Regions from separate parts of the Mus musculus genome. Here region 1 is linked to region 2. A link is a contact called in public Hi-C data. All regions are on one chromosome and are shown on one strand. Each heading gives the region's core, a stretch centred on a gene start, on an enhancer-like site or on the middle of the called end of the contact. The rest is flanking DNA. Distances are from core to core; before and after follow the strand shown.

What was found. A called contact is a pair of places that touch in the nucleus more often than the background predicts.
Region 1: a Hi-C map of the N1E-115 cell line shows a contact between it and region 2, with 5 times the contacts expected there. The contact joins two enhancer-like sites. A contact is called at or near these places in 12 of 484 Hi-C or Micro-C datasets (the F1.1 cell line, the N1E-115 cell line, adipose-derived mesenchymal stem cells and 9 more), 1 of 115 datasets of contacts at active chromatin or transcription factors (pancreatic cancer cells) and 2 of 9 other capture datasets (embryonic trunk and pancreatic islet).

What each region holds. Positions count from the first base shown.
Region 1 is chr2:4,331,295-4,335,945 of GRCm38.p6, forward strand. The region is part of intron 1 of Frmd4a (FERM domain containing 4A); the gene reads left to right. Among named protein-coding and RNA genes, the nearest start is that of Gm23691, 47 kb to the right of the region's middle. Within about 2 kb of position 3,192, at least 32 of the 459 cell types and tissues checked have an H3K27ac peak or open chromatin away from gene starts, as enhancers often do. A contact at or near this core is called in the N1E-115 cell line, where this site is marked.
Region 2 is chr2:4,227,193-4,231,343 of GRCm38.p6, forward strand. All of the region lies in intron 1 of Frmd4a (FERM domain containing 4A), which reads left to right. Among named protein-coding and RNA genes, the nearest start is that of Gm39752, 18 kb to the right of the region's middle. Within about 2 kb of position 1,584, at least 28 of the 459 cell types and tissues checked have an H3K27ac peak or open chromatin away from gene starts, as enhancers often do. A contact at or near this core is called in the N1E-115 cell line, where this site is marked.

The DNA of each region.
Region 1 (4,651 bases), core at 1,942-4,441, 110 kb after region 2:
AAACATGACTTAGAGAATCACAGGGTTGGAATAATCTTGAGTTTGGCAGGAACCAAAAAAAGTCTCTTAGTGAGTGAGTGCTGAACCCCCGCACCCCACCCCACCCACGTGCCCTGTGCTATTGGTTAATCCTTGAAACAGCCCAGTGAGGTGCCTAGTGTTTCCATTCCACAGCTGAATACATCATAAAGACAATCAATCTGTCCTGGTCCCTTCAGGAAATGGTAGGACCAACTTCAACCTTGTCTAACTCCAGGATATTCCAGGAGGTTATAGAAGATAATAAAGGTAAGAGTTGAGAAAATAAAGAATAATAAATAAGATGCACAGAAGAAAGCTATGCCTGAGTATCAACCAAGCATTTTTTCTTTTAAGATGATTCAATCTAAGTAATATTAAGATTGAACTTCACCCATCTCTCCTTTTTTAAGTTGATTTATTAATTTTACATGAAGTAGTGTGTTGCCTGTATGCAGATCCCCTGGAACTGGAGTTACAGACAGTGGTGAACTGTCCTGCAGTTGCTGGAAATTGAACTTAATGCTATCATCTGCCCAGTCCCTTGACCTGCCTTAGTCATACAGATTGTATCCTCACTGCATTCCCAGGTTCCTTACTGTCCCTATAAGCTTTGGAATCTCACCTTTTGGTATACAATCTATTGACTTAGAAAGCAGGAATCTTTCTGAAACATGGTTGAATATAATTGTCAACCAGCCAAATGTGGTACTGCATGCTCTTCATAGCAGCGACCGCTCGAGAGGTAGAGGCATAAAGGGCACAAAATCAGGGCTGCCTGGGACATATGGCAAGTATTAGGCTAGCCTGATCTAATGGCAAGAAATCTATCTTCCTCCCCACCCCCCAAAAAAGCCAACCAAAGGGAAGCTGAGCTCACAAGCAGTTGCAACCCATTTACCTGACTGTCTTTCTCTTAGGTTAAGTTCTATGTATGGTTTATCCATCAAACAGCCTGCACAGTCATAGATCTTAAGGGAGAAAAAAAAAATGATACATGTTGCTGTGACCTCCTTTCTCCATTTTCCCCCATAATCGTGGATGTGGCTATTAAATCCATGATATAAGCTTCCTCGCTTTCTATCCCAACCTAAATTTAGTATGATTCCAAGGAAAATGGCCCGTGCCTTACAAGTAACCCAGAAAAATAGCCAGTGCTCCAGTGTTGATATAAAATTAAACATTTGGCTTCACCGTGCAGAAACTCCTGGGTTCTCCAAGTCTCGGAGAGTTAAGAAAAATCGTTGGAATGTCATGGGGATACTGGCAACGGACTCTGGAGCTCTCTCCCCGCCACTTTCTCGCCCTGGAATGTTTCTGCCTCACACTCTTTTCGGTTTTGTCTGGACCTGCCAGAGAGCCAGCAGTGTGCAGGACTATAGAGAGACAAGGATAGGTGGTTATCTGCAGGCCAGGGTTTATTCCTCCCTGGTGCCTGCAGGGTCCCCAGAGACTGGGAGACGTGTGCTAATCCTTGCAAGAAAACAGTCTCTCCAGATTAGCCAGGGTAGGTAGTGGGAGAGGAGAGCGAGGGGAAGCAGAATCATTTTGACTGCATTTTTGCCTTGTCTGATTAGATCTCAGTGACTCTGGGACTTTGCATTACTAAAGGAACACAACCCCCGTATGTAGGCCTGGGAACAGAGGGGCCAGGGCAAGGCCTGGAGCTGGCATGGCTGCTGGGCTGTTGGGCTCTGAAGACGTACCATGTAGCTGGGACCTTGCTTGCCGGCTACTAAGGACTTGCAGGGAAGGAAACCTACATCGTCTGCAGCTGATGTTAAAACCGTGGTGCATCCCCAATGCTGTCTACCAGGTAGGACCAAAGCTCACTTTGCTTTGCTGTGGGGGAGGGGGACAGGTAACAGAGGAGGATCAAGAGTGACCAGCATCTTTCCTTGAGGCTGGGGAACACCTTGCCATCAATTAGGATCTGGATAACCTTAATGGAACATCCCTTCCTAGGTGCCTGGGCCCATGTGAGGTGCTCTAAGTTCAGTCTGCAAGGTGACCCTATAGAAGAGGGTCACCAGCTGAAGGACGGGGTTATTAAAGAATGCATGTTGCTTTAAATTCATCTAGCATGCAAGTGGCAGAAGCCAGTGATTTAAAGCATGGTATCTCTGGCTGTGGAGACTAAGCAAGTGCTTTTTATGGGTTCCAGATTCCCAAGCAAGGTCTGATGTTTTCTGAGCAATGTGCACACAAGTTACATGTGGTGACATTCTTGGGTAAGAGACAGATGTGACTCTTCACAGCAGAAGGCTGAGAGGCAAGAGCACCAAGGAGGAACCCTGGGGCTTTCCTCAGCCCCTTCTCCTTGTGTTGGCTCACTCACACAGGATTCTCTGGAATCAAACACTTGGACCCATGTCTCACTCAAACCTATGAGAAATTTGCTATTGGGGTTTTATCTCATGGATGGGACATAGGTTTGTGAGGGTGCACCTGTGTATATGGATGCATGTAAGTGTGGTAGTCAGAGGACAACCTTGGATGGCCTTCCTTGGGAGTTTACCTACCTGCTGTTTGGAAGAAGTCCTCTTCTGATCTGAGGCTCGCAGATTTCAACTGGACTGTGTAGCCAGGGAGCCTCGGGGATCTTACTTTACCTCCCCAGTATGGGAGGTTACAAACATGCTACCACACTTGGCTTTCTGCCTGTGTTCTGAGGATCAAACTCAGCCCCAGCAAGCACTTTCCTCGGTGAGCTATCTCTTCAGCCCTTCAGTTTCCTTGTTTGCAATGGTGGGAATGGAACCCAGGGTCTCACAGACTAGGCAAGCATTCTACCCCTGAGCATCAGCCCTGGCCCAAAGATGACACTTTGCACAAGAGGCTGATACTTCACAGTCAGTTGTCTGGAAATGTGGAACACTTCCAAAAGGAAGACAGAAGTATCTGTTTCCTGCAGCCACCAACAGTTCAGATTGGTGGCATTCCCACTTGCCAGGGAGGTGTCAGTCCTGAGATCTCCAGCCCACCCTGAGAGGGACCAGTCTGCTGGAGCTGGGGGAGGGAAACCAAATTCTTCTGGCTTCCTCTTCAAAGGGCAGTCACAGACTTCTCTTTGGCTGACAGCTTTTTGCAACCCAGTTTATTTCATTAAGTCAACTTGAGCAGGCTTGGCCTCTTTCCCCGTTTGCTGGCTCACCACGCTGTTTGGCATCAGGCAGACACAGCTGGATTTGTACTTTCTAGGTGTGATGTGGCGGTGTATAATCCCCTAATGAACCACGATGTTTAAATAGCTCCAGGCTTCATGCTCCTCTCCCCACATACAATGTCTGGGGGCGGGGGGGGGGGGGGGGTGCATCAGGGACAGTTCCTTGGTAGCCAGGCCCCAGGTGCTAGATGGCTTTCATATGGACACTCCCTCCCCGTCCTGGCCCCTTCTCTGATTATAGACACAGTTTCTGGAGATGCGCTTTTTCTGGAATTCTTGTCCTTGAAGGAGGCATACCTTTGTAGTAACCTTTGTGTTACTAGAAACAGCAGCTATGTCACCAATAAATCTTGTGTAAAATAAACTTGAGGAAAATCTCTCAAAAATGAACAACCATCATGGGAAAAAAAAAAACCTTAATCTTTTCAATGACAAGTTATGAATCTAAGGGAGTTCTGGGGGACCACAAAAACAAAATGTGCTGAGAGACTCAAGAGGAAGGGGAAGTCTGCAGGTTGATGAAATCGGAAGCTTTCCTGAAATGTTACTTTCCAGGCCAGTGCCGCCTCGTCTCCATCCTGGCATTTGGAATGATAACTTGGTCTAGATAATTCTGTCTCTGCAGACATTGCTGTGATTACAAATGAGATTGGGGACCCGGCTCCTGGCCTTTAGCAAATCTTCTCTTACCCTCTTACTTCTCTTTTGTCTTGTCAGGTTATCACCTGATATAGAGCATTGGGCTTCAAAGGGCTGGGGAGATCATTTGTTTGGTAACGTGTTTGTCACACTGGCATGAAGACCTGAGTTCAAGTCCAAGGATCCACATAAAAAGCCTAGAGGGGTAGCATAGGGTTTGAATCTCTGCAATGGTGAAGCAGAGACAGCCAGAGCCCTGGGTCTCACAGGCCAGCAGACCTAGTCTACTCTGGGACTTACAGGTCCTAGTAAGGATCTCTGTCTCAAAAACTAAGATGGGTGGCTCTGGAGGAACAATCTAATATGACCTCTGACCTCCACGTGTGTATGCACACATGTGCACATATAGCTACCCACATGTACACTCACATATACAAACACACAAATACAATTAAAAATAAAAGTAAAATTAAACTTCAAAATCAAGGGAGCTGGGTAGCCAAGCCCCTTGTTTCCCCAGAGACTTTTTCAGGCCTTCCATTAACAGCTGAAGTATATTGAAGAGAATATTGACTTATTAGCCGCCAGTCCCAGGAAAACATTCCCGTGTAACCACAATTCAATCTAGTCCAATTCAATTCAGCAGCCATTTGCTGAGTGGCAGTTATGTTACCTGAGCCTGTGGGCCTCTGGGACTGGAGGGCTGGCTTTCTTATTTGTCCCTGGTCCCTCCCTGGCCAAGCTAAGCTGGTTGGCTCAAGGAGAGAAGTCGTTTCTGATCTACACAGCCCTGTTTGCAACTTGAACTTGACTCCCATGAGTGGTCCC
Region 2 (4,151 bases), core at 334-2,833:
CTTCCTCCCTGAGAATGTCACCTTCGCTCTCCCAGGGAATAACTGGACTTACTCACGTGGAAGAGTACAAGTCTCACAAAGCAATGTATGCCCAGGGGCTGAATTTATGGACTTAGAAAGATAGCACAAAACACGTTCTAGAAAATACCTGTGTATCTGACCTATGAGCCCTGGCTCTCTGCCATAGGCTGGTCCCATCCAGTCAGTGCACACTATGGCCAATGGCTCCCCTCAAGCGGCAAAGGAGAGATTTTCCCACAAGGGAAAACATTCCAGTAAAACTATACCTTCTTGGTTTTAATGGTTAAAAAGGGTGAATTTTTTTCCACCCTCAATAAATAAAGTGTTTTGAGGCCAAGACTCTCGGGAGATAATCATTATAAAAGCTGCCACAGAAACTAGCATGTTTGAAAACACAGAATGAAGCTGGCCTGATTCCCAGCACTCTGGGGAAGAAGATGGGGGGAGAAGGCCTTTGTTCTCCTACAGCAGGTGACAGCACACCGCTGGACTCGCCAGTCCTGTGTGGGAAATGGTGCTGATAAGCCGCCTCATGTTGTGCATGCATGGGGCTAGCTGCCCAGACCAATGAAGAACAGTTGGACAATGGATGGGAAGCTGGCCAGCAGCAATCACATTAGATACCCTTCCCTCCCCCGTGGAAATACCCTTTGAGAGCCAGCAGCAGATCCTGTGGGAAGAAGATGACACTGGGAGCCAACTGTGACAGGAAGATCAGCTGTGAGAGGAAAGAGATTTCAAGTTCTAGGGGCACTCCAAGAAAGTGGCTTTGAAGAGGTGGTGACAAGACTATAGGGGTTAAGGGGATGAGTCCCCACCACCTTCTTTCTCAACTAGGATTTCCTTACAGGTCTGTGATAGAGAAGACCTCTAATCCACCTTGCCTTTGATACCAATGTATCAATGACGGGGGCCCCGCCCTCCGCCGCCTCTGCGCCGTGTATTATCTTCCTAAGTGAACCATGAGGGCTGAGATAGCGGTGTTTGCTATAAGAAGCCTCCCTTCCCCCTGTGTTATTTTCATGGAACCTCCTAACAGCAGACCTGAACTGAAGGTTAGCGTAGCAGTGCTCAGAGGCAAGACATCATGAAGGAGGATGTAAAAAGAAGTTGTGTAAGGTGTGGGGTCAGATGAAGCCCTGGGGAGCTACTGAGAGTAGTTCCAGAATTAAATAGAAACCCAGGATTCCACAATCCCAACAGGAAAGAAACAGTCAGCATGTTGAGACAGAAGCAAGCCCCCCCCCCCACACACACACACATACACATACACACACCTACAGTGGTCTTCATGAGCCAAACAGCTGAGCCCAAAGACAGATCCTAGAAGACACATGAGCACAGCGCAAAGAGAATCTGGGGGATGGGCAGGCTGAAAGAGGTGAGCAAGGTCGGGCACACTTCAGAGTGACTGTCTCATTCATTGGGATCCCTCCTCTGCTCAGTGACATTGTCAGGCAGATGACACAAAGCCAGGCAGAATGGGTAATCTGCTGGTGACAGAATGAACCTCTAGAGGGAACTGCTGCAGGCTGGAAGGGCAGAGTGAGCAGGAGAGAGGAGAGATGTATGCATTTTCAGCTGCTAGGAAACAGCACCAAGGACTTCACTGACAATAAGCCCTGTGGTGTCCACACACAGCTGAAACCATTAAAAAGACCAATGCTCTCTAGCTCTGAGCACGAAGCTATCAGCTTACGATCAGGACAGGAAGAAGATCTTATCATAAGCATCTTGTAGAGAGTCACATGGCTGAGCTGGGGAGATGGCTCAGTTAGTGAAGTGCTTGCCATGGAAGCTCCAGGAGCCGAGTTCAATTTCCAGTTCCCATGGAAAGGGCTGGGAGTGATAGCATTTGTCTGTAATCCCAGCTCAGAGGAGACAGAGATAAGAGGGTCGCAGGGGCTTGATGGAAGCCAGTCTAGCCATTCAGGGAGCTCCAGATTCAGTGAGAAAGCCCGATGCCCAGGAGTAAGATAGAGACCCATAAAGGAAGAACTCAGTGATGGCCTCAGATCCTGCATGCACATTTCTACACACGTATATGCATCAACCCAGATGTGTGTGTGCAGAGGAACATGTGCATCTATCCAGATGTGTGTGTGCACATCAACATGTACACACACAAAGAAGTAAGACAGGTCACTCTGCTCTTGTCACTGTGCTAAGGACTATTGTGTTTAGAGAAGAAAATTTGAATTTTATTGGAATGGAGCTGAAAGTATTTGTCCAGAAAAAAAAAAAAAAAGACAAGAAAGATGTTGATAACTTTCTTCAGATATGCAAAGAAATCTCATATGATAAAAGGAGTGAGGCTGGGGAGGGAAGATCTGCAGAGAGGAAACTGCATTCAAGTTCTTGACCTTCCCCATCATTAAAATGTTCCAAAACCCACTATTTTCCCAGAAGCCGAGCAGGATGCTGCCTTCCTTACCACCCAGGTGCTAATGCAAGAGCCAGCAACTGTAAAGGGGGCTCGAGCATCCATCAGAGTGCCATATCTTCCTCTCTCTGCCAAGGGGTGTGGTGTGCATCACAAGGCAACCCAGAATGGATAAATAGATGATAGGTAGTCAGACAGGAAGTTCAGGCAGAGGACATCTTGATCTGTTTCCTCGTGCTGTAGTAGACTACCTGAGGCTGAGTTATTTACAAAACGAGCTTCATTATATTTGACCCATGGTGGAAATCAGAAAGGAATTAAAGACATAATAAAGTGAAGTTACAGCAAGAAGGGCATGGGTAGGGGAGCTTATATTTGTAACGACCCATTCTAGTGATAACAGACTCCATCCCCAAGAGAAAGGAAGCAAGCCACTCAAAATGCTCCAGCTGTGTAAGTCTGCCCTTAGGTCTGCCTCTCAGCCTGCCGGACCAGCAGAGGTCAGGGTAAGTTTCAGAAGAGACAAACTATACTAAGACCAAAGCTGGAGAGATACGTAAACAAATGACAGATATATGGATGGATGCAGGACACAGGATCTAATAGAAATAAATAAACAGAACCCAGCCAGGTGGCTCAGGGGCTAGAGGCACTTGTGAGCAGGCCTGAAACCTGGTCCCTATATTCATATTCACTCCCTCTCGCTCTGACACTCACACCCATACAAACACACACACAGATAAATAAATGCATATTTTCTTAAAAGTCTATCATGACTAGCCTAGGAAGACAAGTGACTTAGGACTTAGCTATATTGCATTGGGTCCAGGGCTAACCAAGGCACACTTTCTACTCGCAGAACGGGCAGGCCTGAGTCCTGAACAGAGATGTATACACTTACATAATGTGACTTCCAAACACCCAGCTGTGATTGGTTTGTTCAGTCTTTGATTTCCCTTTTCAATCACCTCAGCAAATCTCTCCACGGGGACTAAATTACTTTCCCCTTTCATAGATAAGGTCATTAGAGTACGGGAAAGTCAGAGGAATTTGCATCCCAGACGGTCAGCCTCCATAGCTGCTATTGTCCTCCCAGATACCAAGGGGACTTTATAAATATAAAGGGATCCTGTTTGCCCCCTTGTAAATAGCAAATAACCCCCACCTCCCCTTTGAGGTACAACAGAAGCTATGGTAACAGTCTCCTTCAAAGATAACTCTTAGTCTCTGTTTCCTCCTCCATTTTAGTGATGTAGCCTAGGTAGTACTGTCGTTTAGATTAGCTATTAGTTGCAAGTGACTTTGAAATCTATGTGGTATATAGACAAATCAAATATGGCCATATCTGGGTGAAAGGGCTTTATGCTTTGATGCCTGTTTCTCATGGAGGTAAACTGAGGTCAGTGAGCCATGGCAGCTGTTTGTGCTAACAGACTTGTCCATTCTGGATTCTACCAAGAACCAGTTTACTGAACACATCAGTCCACGTGGAATTGCTATCAATGAAAAGAAAACTGAAGAAGCCCAAATAGTAACAATAGCAGACTGTAGTTGTGCAAACGGATGCGATGGTCTGCTGTCTCGTTCTATCCTTACTTCAACATCTGACCCCAATTCGAGTAAGACATGTTGTACATCTCAGAGTATCTCTCACCCCAAACTACATGCCTACTCCAAACCAACCGCTTCCGATTTGCCTTCAATTTTCCCAGCATTAACACCAAAATTCCCAAGCCCAGAGGAGCCC